3 separate regions of the Mus musculus genome follow, and regions 1 and 2 are each linked to region 3. A link is a contact called in public HiChIP or PLAC-seq data. All regions are on one chromosome and are shown on one strand. Each heading gives the region's core, a stretch centred on a gene start, on an enhancer-like site or on the middle of the called end of the contact. The rest is flanking DNA. Distances are from core to core; before and after follow the strand shown.

Region 1 (3,319 bases), core at 410-2,909, 400 kb before region 3:
GTATGGCTCACAGAGGTTGGACCTTCTTCTTGGTAAGTCTTCCTGCCCCAGAGCAGTAGTGACTTATAACAACAACCCCAGTGATCTACAGGGGGTGCTCAGAGCAGAGTCCCCACAGATGGGGTACACCTGATGGTCTCAAGAAGTGAAGTGAAAGGAAACCCAGAGGAGTAGTGGGGACTCCAAGGGTCTTGGACCCAGGATCACATGTGAACTGTACACATTATGCTATGCTTGTCACAACAAGATGCCCACAGAGCTATGCTTGCCCAGAAAGAACAGTACCATGAGACATGATTTGGGGTCTGTCTCCTTGATGTCTCGTTCCTGACAATCAACCTTGAGCTCACTTCTCAATTCTTTGTATGAGTGTGGTGGGATGCGTGTTCATGTGGGTGCCAAAGGTCACCCTTGGGTGCTACTCCTCAGAAGCCACCCACCTTGTTTTTGAGATAGGGTCTCTCAATAGTTTTCCTGGAGTCCATCACTTAGGCAAGGCTGGCCAGCCAGAGAGCTGCAGGATTCACCTATCTCTGCCTCTCTAGCACTGGGTTTACAAACCAGCACCTGGCTCTTTTGTATATGATTTCTGGAGATTGAACCCAGGCCCTCACACTTGCTTGGTGTGACAGACTAAGCTACCCCTCACCTCTGCTGCCTGATTTCTTTTTATTTATTTATTTATTTATTTATTTTTACATATTTTCCTCAATTACATTTCCAATGCTATCCCAAAAGCCCCCCATACCCTCCCCCCCACTTCCCTACCCACTCATTCCCATTTTTTTTTTGGCCCTGGTGTTCCCCTGTACTGGGGCATATACAGTTTGCGTGTCCAATGGGCCTCTCTTTCCAGTGATGGCCGACTAGGCCATCTTTTGATACATATGCAGCTAGAGTCAAGAGCTCCGGGGTACTGGTTAGTTCATAATGTTGTTCCACCTATAGGGTTGCAGATCCCTTTAGCTCCTTGGGTACTTTCGCTGCCTGATTTCTTTAGGTCTGCTGCCTGATACCTTTGGGCCTGCCATTCATTATCTCCAAGTTTCTCATTTGCATGATTTAGGCTTGTGGCTCACTCAATGCCTAGACCTATCTCCTGATTGCTTTGGGTCCCCAGACTTTTCTGGCTTTGCACTCTGGATTATTTAAACCGGGTGTGTCATATCTTTGGGTCTGCTGCCAGACTACCCAAAGCCCCAGGAGCTTGGGCTGCTGTTGAATGTTGGGCTACTTGGAACATGACCCCCAGGGGCTGCTGTCAGGAAGGAGCTGAATACTCCTAAGTCAGGCCTCCAACAGCAACTATTGTGATTAGGCAAGGGACTCCTGCTTTGAAAGGAACATCTGTACGGTTTGTTTTACTCCATGATACCTCCTCAGCCACCTTTCCCTCCCCCACCCCCCCAGAGACAAACTCATTTACACATGCGATTTTTTTCCTCACTTTTTGATAGTCCATGTTTAATAGGGAACCATGAGTAAGGTCCTGTGCTTCTGGGCAGAATCTCAGAGCTAGCAGGCCAGGCAGGAAGCCCGGGAGCAGGGTGGGAACAGGCCAAGAAAAACCCCCAGGCCTCAGGCTACCCAGGAGGGCTCATACCCATGGTCTGCTCACCAAAGCCTCTCCTCAGAGCTCTTTGGGACTGGCCTGGACTGCTGCCAGCAGCCACTGCACAGTCCTTTTGCAGAGCCAAGGAGACAAAACAGAGCCTGATTTAAGAGAGAGACACAGGGGTCTCTTCTCTGAGCCCTGCCGCAACTGGGACCAATCCAGGCAGATGACTGGACACAGGGCAGGGGCCTCCGGAGGCATAATGTACAATATTCATCAGGAGCAAGAGAATCAGGCAGGAGCAGAATAATAAATAAAGCCACTCCCATTTAGCAAACCCTCTTTGGAAGCCAGGCACCAGGCTGTGTTCCACACACATGTGTCTGCTCGCAAAGGCACAATAATGAACCAAAGTTTGCACACCTATGAGAACAGCTAAAATGTTAAAAAGCAGGTATCAAATGCTAGTGAGGTTCCAGAGCCACAGGAGCATCCCAGTGACTCTACAGAATGGTATGGCCACCATGCAAAGCAAGAGTAGTTTTGTTTGTTTGCTTGCTTGTTTGTGTGTGTGTGTTAATTTAATTGCAGCATTCCTCCATTTCTTCCCTCTAAGTCCTCCCACCAACCCCTCCCACCCCTTTCAAATCCATAGCCTCTTTTTAAAATTGTTGTATGCATACATGTATGTACATACATTCCTAAATATAACCTGTTGAGTAAACATAATGTTACTTGTGAGCATATTTTCAGGGCTGGCCATTGGGCATTAGACAACCAGTGGGTGTACTCTTCCCTGGGCAAGGGCTCCTCCACATGCCCGGCTTTATGGTTTTACTCCATTGCTTGTAGGTCTTTGTGTAGGGTTGAGGCCTCCTGGGCTTTTCCCCATCCAATTCGACCTTGTTCTGCACATGTTTGGGTGGTCATGTTGGTGAGGTTTTATGGGTATAGCTTCTGATGTTGCCAGGGGATGTAATCTCACACCAAACATCCCCCATAGCAAACTCCAGCCCCCTTCCCGTCTACAGCAGGGCAGTTTCTTACATTACATACCCCTACCATACAACCCAGGCAGCATTCCTAGGTGTGAGGAGCGGGTGTGGCAGCAGTCCCAAGATGGCGCCCAGGACTGCAGCTAAGTCTTATGACTTGCACTGGACTTCCTCATACGCCTGAAAATAAGCCACAACCATCGTGAGAGCTGCGCAGGTGCCCCATAATACTGGCGAATCCATATTTGGTGGAGATGTGCCCCTGCTGCCCTGATTGGCTGAAGCTGCGTGCCTGGTGAGGTGACGTGGCCTGCTGTGAGTGGATGGGGACTGAGAGTATATAAGAGTGAGAGGCCCGGGGTTCGAGAGAGAAAGATGAGGAAAAAGATGAAGCGAGAGAGAGGAAGACTGAAGTTTGCTGAATAAACTGCTGTTAGAAGGACTGGTGGCCGTGTCGTTCTTGCTGGTCGAGAGCCGACGCGACACCTAGGGATTTATCTGACCGCAGTTCACAGTGTAGGATTATCACAAATTGGGAACAACCCAATGTCCTGAATTGATCATCATCAACAACAACAACATCGGTTCTTTTAAAACCCCAGAATGTTTCCCCAGTGGGAAATTTCCATAAGTAGAAGACCACTCGCTGACATGACGTCCTCATGACAGGGAAAACATAGGAGAAGAATCAGGTTGGTGGTTGCCCGGGGCTGGGGTATAGACAGAGCATAAGGACTATATTATAATTGGGCTTGAAAAGAGTCTGTGT
Region 2 (3,269 bases), core at 396-2,895, 370 kb before region 3:
GAGGAAGAAGAGGAGGAGGAGGAAGAGGCAGGGAGAGAGAGAGAGAGGAGAGAGAGGGAGGCCAAGAGAAGGGGAAGGGAGGGGGGAGAGAGATACAAACAAGAAAAAAATAAAAATAAAAAAAGGGAATAAATCAATGACCGGGTTACTAATAGCAAAATATTGACTTTTTTCTTTCTTTTTTTTTTTTTAAACTTTCTTTAATTAAAAAAAAAAAAGTAAAAAAAAAAAAATCACACTTATTCAACTTGTGCAAGTAGCTGTCGCAAATAAAGCTGCAGTATCCCTTATCAAGGACTGTCAGATCCGGTTCCAGCCGCCCAAAGGCGGTAACGGCCAAGAACTTGCTCTTTCAATTATTTTTTTTTCCTCTGTTTGTTTTTTAGTTCTGCTTTTTTTTTTTTCTCTCTCTCTCTTAATTTTCTTTTTCTCAAAGAAGAAAATAAAGCGAGGGAAGGTTAAATTCATAACATGCTTTTTTCTTCTGAGTACCACAGTTTTGAAAAGAAACAAATGAACAAAAAAAAAAATAAAAACTACAAATAAACACAGAACGAAATGAAGCAAAAACAGAAAGAAATAAAGAAAGAAAAAGGTTGTGGGTATTGGGATATTGCAGCTTTTGGGATGTCTTTTTTTTTCTTTTCTTTTTTTCTTTTTTAATCTACTTTCATTAATATTAAGAGGGAAGAGAGGGTAAACAGGCCATGAGCTGTTAAATGTTAGGAGCTCCTAGCAGGCTTGGAAGCAGGCATGGTCAGTAAACTGCTAGCAGATTTGTAGATGATAAAAGCCAAAAAAGCGAAAGGAAGAACAAACAAACAAACAAACAAAAATAAATAAATAAAAAGCAAAGGAAAAAAATCATACTGCGATGGCATGCTGGCGTGAGGAAACTTAGTGGGGCAACAGAAAAAAATGCCATTAGATTAAGGAGGTTTATTACTGAGTTTGTTCCGTTTTTGTTTTCTTTATCAGTCTCTTTTAAAGAAATACTGCATATTCAATTTGCACAGTTAGTTCAGCTCTAAACCACTGTTCAATGCTGCATAAACCACTGTTACAGGAACAATAGATAAAATGAGACAGAAGTTAAAGTAAAAATAAATAAATAAATAAATAAATAAATAAAATCAACGAAAGCAAAACTGGAAAAAAAAAAAATCTACCGAAACATAACGCAACCATGTAGATGATCGTTTTAAAGGGTGTTCAAATGTTGTATATGTTTAATGTTAATAAGACTATAGATGGCAAGAAAAATGAAAAAAAAAAAACAGTTTATCAAACTATTTTAACGACTCAAAAGCACATTAGCACCTGTGATCGGAGGAAGCGAAAGGCAAGGATTTAGGAAACATTCGCTGTGTTCTGAAAAAAAAGAACAAATTACACAAAGCCTTCAAAATTGTTTTTGTTTTTGTTTTTGTTTTTGTCAAAACCTGGTCTTCTCCAAGGGACCTTGATTGCCTATGCAGTATTTCTAGTTTCTTCCTACTGAATGACAAACCTCCTTAATTTAAAATGGGTGCAATTTACCACTGTAAAGGCATGCATTGAAACATTCAGGATCAGCCCAGTTAAAACCCGACACTCACACACGCCCCTCCTGGCCCCCTCGCCTCCTCATCCCTCTTCAGACACACACAGAATAAGCAGGCTGTCTAAAGCCCGGTGGAGGCGTGACTGACGCTGGCCCTCTAGTTACAGGCTTGGCAGTTAATTTAAAAACACATTCCGCTAGGGTTACAACGGGCTTTTCATGCAACAATGGATGCTACTAGCTTTAAAAGGGCAGTCATGAAGCAATTAATTAAAAAACACATAAACAAAAAAGGCTGCCTAAGATGGGTTCCCCGCAATGTCCTGGCCTTGGATTTCTCCTGCCTCCCCCAGAGGGAAGCCTGACATAAGAGTGGTCCTCCAACCTCCACCTCCCTGACTCTCCTCGCTCACCGTTGGTTTCCCCCGGCTGCTTGTCTCTTTTTCTCTTCTTCTTCTTCCCCTGGATGGACAGAAGAAATGCAGGAGATTAGGCCAAGAAATAGACAAGGAGATAGAGGTCTGGGTTCATAGGGCAGGGGAGCCAGAAGAGGGGACCAGTCTGCCATCACTACCTCTCTCCCAAATCTATCTAATCTAATCCTTGAACACTGCCTAGCTGGGGGTCAAGGCAGGGGTAGGATGGGGGAGACACACATTTCTTGGGAGAAAAACAGGGGCCCAGCAGGTAGATATGATAAGACCTCATGGCCTTCATCCATCTTTAACCTAACCCAGAGGATCTGATTCCATAAAGAGGAAGAGAAGGAGGCAAGAAAGATTCAGGGAGGGATGGAGAGCCACAGCAGGAAGCAGGATGAGTCCACTTCCAAGGGTGTAGAGAAACCTGGGAGCCTCCAGTGGTCCACAGCTGGCCTAGCTACCCCACAGTCTCTCACTATGAAGGCCAAAGTGTCCCTACCAAAATGGTTTCTTTCAGAAATGGAGCGTGACCCTTCTTTTTTTTTTTTTTTTCTTTTTAATGGTACAGAGTTGGGGTGGGGGTGTTTACAAAAGAAAGCCAATGGGGAAGTTCAAAACTGCAGGGCGGACATGCATAAGCCCAGGGAAGGGATCTCTCATTCTCTTATGCCGGCTACAGATTCCTCTGATGATACCCCAACAACCATATCATAACATAACCATAACAGAGATTACAACCCACAGATGCATGTATTACGCCCAACACTCAGCATCTCATGCCTTAGTCCAGCCTGCTTTAAACGCACACAGGTAGCCTACAGGTGGGCAACGCTGTCTACCAGAAAGCCTGCCTTAGTGTAAAGCATTGAGTGGCTTGTGCCACGGACTGCATGCTTTCTTAAGTGTGGAAAGAAGAATGGCTTGTAAGGGTGCGCTTCCACAACATCACGAGGTTGAAGAATCCTAAGTTTAACCATGGCAAACCAGGAGGTGTCTGTATAACCCATATTGTCATGCTGTGAGAATGGCTAGCTCCTAACAAATATGAAAATTATGGACTGTTCTAAGTCTAGCTTTTCACTGTAACAGCCATTCCTAACACTAACAATGGCCAGCATTTGTCAAGTACACATAAGAAACCAGGCATGACCAAACCGGCAACAGCTCTACACAACACACATGTTGTCATCCTCCCAATGACACAGATAAGGAAACAGGGACAGAGAGGCTAGGAAATATTTTTGAGATGTCACAGCTAAGACAAGGTGGAGGCAGGAATAAACCCAAATGGTCTCAAAGCAATT
Region 3 (3,201 bases), core at 539-3,038:
CTTCAAACCAAGATCCAGATAAGGATCTCCAAGCCTCCAGATAAGGGTCACTGGTGAGCCTTCCAATTCCGGATTGTAGTTCATTCCAAATATTGTGAACTGAGGGGAGCTACTTCAGAGCTGGACTCCACAGACCTTGAGGAAAAATTAGACAACAGAAGCCAGAGAAGCCAGAGAGCAGATGAGGAGAGAGGGCTGAAGGATAAACACGTGCGTCCGAACCCCCTCCAAACGCCAAGGGAAAACGAAAACAAAACCTGCCCCCCCCGCCCCCCCCCCCCCCCGATACTGCGCTAAGCAAAAGAGGCCGGCGGCAAAGGTCATATACTGCTGTGACTTCAGTCTGTGCATTATCCAGAATCCACAGAGACAGCAGCTGCTTGTATGGAGAGGGGCCACTTGTGAGGCCAGGGAACCAGAGAGAGGTAATGGTTGTCTAACACTGCCAGTATACGGAACTGTTCACGTTCAAGTTGTTAATTAAATCTAATATTTTTTTCGTAGAATGCAATTTGATCATTTCTTTCGCCTTACTCCACTCCTCCCAGGTCCTCCCAACCTTCTCATCCATGTGCTGTCATGTTCTGCTTCTTTCTCTCAGAAAGAAAAAAAAAAACTAACCCCCCAACCCCCCAAAAAACCCATAAAACAAGAAAAAAACAAACAGAAGACACAAGAAACTAATATGACAAAAATAAAATGACTAATTTTATATAGTTTTATGAATTTTAAATTAAAAACCGATAAAGGTGGGGCTGGTGAGATGGCTCAGTGGGTAAGAGCACCCGACTGCTCTTCCGAAGGTCCAGAGTTCAAATCCCAGCAACCACATGGTGGCTTACAACCATCCGTAACAAGATCTGACTCCCTCTTCTGGAATGTCTGAAGACAGCTACAGTGTACTTACATATAATCAATAAATAAATCTTTTAAAAGAAACAGATAAAGGCAAAATCAAATTAGAACAAAACAGAAAAAAAAAAAGCTCCCAATGATAACCTGCAGTGCTTTGTAGTTCAGGGTTATGGGGACTTAGAATCCCCCCTCAAACCCAAAGACACCAACAGCAAGACCCATAGAAAACAGGCTAGTGCCTCATGCTGGTGCCCATTCGGCTTGCTGTGGTGTGTCCCCGGTGGGCATGGATCTTTCTCCTCATTACTGCCCATCCTTTTCTTAGGGGTCAGCACTGGACAAGGTAACTTGGCCATAACCTTGTTTCCTGTAGGTACACCCTCCACCTTTGCTGACCTCCACCTTTGCTGACGGAGTAATGTGAGCAGTCCGTCTGTCATGCAGAGGGAGACACATGGGGGCGGGGGGGGGGGGAGGTGAACCAAAGGAGCATGCACAGAGAGGGCACAGGGTCAGGAAACAGTAAGCAAAACTTTCTGCCATTTGTATTGGTCATCAGCAACCCAGGGAGAATAAAGGGCTCCCTGATGCTCAGTGCGTCCTCAGGAAGATTAATTAACATGCGTAAAGGCCACACACAATGTGAAAGGCCCCGTAATGGATCTCCAAAAGCTGGAGTCCCTGGTTTCCAGAAGGGTCACGAAACACTGAGTGGAAAATATTCCCTAGAAGACAGGGCTGGATGACCCCGGCCACGAAGAACACAGCAAAGAGAGGGCTGGGCTTGTCTGGGGCTCTCTTCATTCTCCGGCTGCATCTGATCTGACAGACGTGGTGAGTAATTAGGCCCTTGTCCATTCAGACTCTGAATGCTTGCACTGCCCAGAGAATGGGGCAGGGATAATGAGAGGCACAGCCCCTGTGGGACTATTCAGGAGTGCTCAAATTTGCATGGTCACATGAACCCGAAGGAAGTGGATTATGCCGGCCTGGCCAGGAAGTGGAGACCGCCAAGGCTTTCTCATTTGCATAAATCGTAGGGCTGGCGAGCAGGAGGCTTAAGCTCCCTCAGAGGAGCCCAGCTGCAGAGACCTGCACATCTCTGTGGCTACAGCCTGCTCTGGGTGACTTCACTTGCTACGTCATGTCACGTCGTCTGGAGTTTTGACAATATGAGCCGTTACGTTTCTGGAAATGTGATTTTTTTTTTTTTTTTTTTTTTTTAGCAAGTGAGTGAGGAGGTTTCTGCAGTCCCTTAGTGAAGGGATTTCTTTAATCACTCTGGGAAAACAAGGTTCTTAGGTAAGGGGTAACGCCTTCCATTATGTCTGCTGCTGTTAACTTAAGTTCTAATTGTAACAAGGTGCTTAAGGGAGAATTGTTTGTGGCTTTAGAAATAGCTAATGCCTCTCCAAAAGGATTACTTTTATTTTAAGCTTCAAATGAAGGCTACCAATTAATTAGTCCATTTACATAAAAATGTCTTGGATCTGTTACCTGCAAAGATAAAGGGTGAAATCTACCCTCTAATTGGGGGGTGGGGAAAGCCATGTGCAGTAAACACATAGGAGTCCTGGGCCAAAAACAAGTGGAAATTATTAATTAAAAACAAATGTCAGAAATTCATTTCATCCTATGTGATATGGGTGATATCAATATGCTAATTGAATAACCTTCCCTTACGTGTTTCTGCTCCATGCTGTGCCACATAGCTTCCCCATCGGCACACAGTCAGGGGTAATGTATACCTGCAGTCTCAGCAACAGGCAGGCCAAGGCAGAAGGACCTCATGTTTGAGGCTAGCCTGTGCTAAAACAAATTAGGTTCTAGGCCCGGCTGGATCATATAGTGAGGCTCAGTTTGAAATGCACACAGCAACAAAAAGACACACAGAGCTTCAGGATGGCTCCAGAGGGACTGGAAGCCCCCTTAGTCCTCCAGCCCCCAACTCCTAGGGCTAGCCGCACAAGGCTTCCCACTGTCACAGGCCTCTGCCCATCATTCTCGGCCAAAGATCTACACTGGTTACTTTCCTCAGTACTGTGTGTGTCCTGCGTGAGTTCAACTCAGGCACAGTCACAACAAACTTCCAGAGACCTCGGGGTAACAAGGAAGCAGATATTTACCACTGAAAAAACTAAGTGTCTTAATCCCTTTAAAACACACAACTGAACAGGAAGCATATATTACCCAGAGTAATTACATGTGTTTTCTTGTCATTATGCATAAATTACTCACTCTATCCCAAGGGGGGGTATTAAAAGATTCTTCTTTACAGTAGAATTTTCACTGTAAAACACCCCTCACTGCAAAGTCCCATTTTTCGAATACCCCGTCTAGTCTTTA

Evidence for each region. HiChIP or PLAC-seq counts read pairs in DNA pulled down with a chosen protein or histone mark.
Region 1: a contact with region 3 is called in an H3K27ac HiChIP or PLAC-seq map of stem cell-derived neural progenitor cells, with 2.3 times the contacts expected there. The contact joins two enhancer-like sites. A contact is called at or near these places in 2 of 115 datasets of contacts at active chromatin or transcription factors (embryonic stem cells and stem cell-derived neural progenitor cells).
Region 2: a contact with region 3 is called in an H3K4me3 HiChIP or PLAC-seq map of embryonic basal ganglia, with 3 times the contacts expected there. The contact joins two enhancer-like sites. A contact is called at or near these places in 3 of 484 Hi-C or Micro-C datasets (embryonic stem cells and liver), 9 of 115 datasets of contacts at active chromatin or transcription factors (embryonic basal ganglia, embryonic hindbrain, embryonic stem cells and 4 more) and 1 of 9 other capture datasets (embryonic stem cells).

The regions. Positions count from the first base shown.
Region 1 is chr19:55,951,806-55,955,124 of GRCm38.p6, reverse strand. No RefSeq gene overlaps it. Among named protein-coding and RNA genes, the nearest start is that of Gm52391, 15 kb to the right of the region's middle. Within about 2 kb of position 1,659, at least 34 of the 459 cell types and tissues checked have an H3K27ac peak or open chromatin away from gene starts, as enhancers often do. A contact at or near this core is called in stem cell-derived neural progenitor cells, where this site is marked.
Region 2 is chr19:55,922,632-55,925,900 of GRCm38.p6, reverse strand. It overlaps Tcf7l2 (transcription factor 7 like 2, T cell specific, HMG box), which reads right to left. Exons shown (of 15, transcript NM_001331146.1): 12 at 1,957-2,005; 13 at 1,321-1,371. Among named protein-coding and RNA genes, the nearest start is that of Gm52391, 14 kb to the left of the region's middle. Within about 2 kb of position 1,645, at least 34 of the 459 cell types and tissues checked have an H3K27ac peak or open chromatin away from gene starts, as enhancers often do. A contact at or near this core is called in embryonic basal ganglia, where this site is marked.
Region 3 is chr19:55,555,053-55,558,253 of GRCm38.p6, reverse strand. The region is part of intron 7 of Vti1a (vesicle transport through interaction with t-SNAREs 1A); the gene reads right to left. Among named protein-coding and RNA genes, the nearest start is that of Gm41871, 140 kb to the left of the region's middle. Within about 2 kb of position 1,788, at least 150 of the 459 cell types and tissues checked have an H3K27ac peak or open chromatin away from gene starts, as enhancers often do. A contact at or near this core is called in embryonic basal ganglia and stem cell-derived neural progenitor cells, where this site is marked.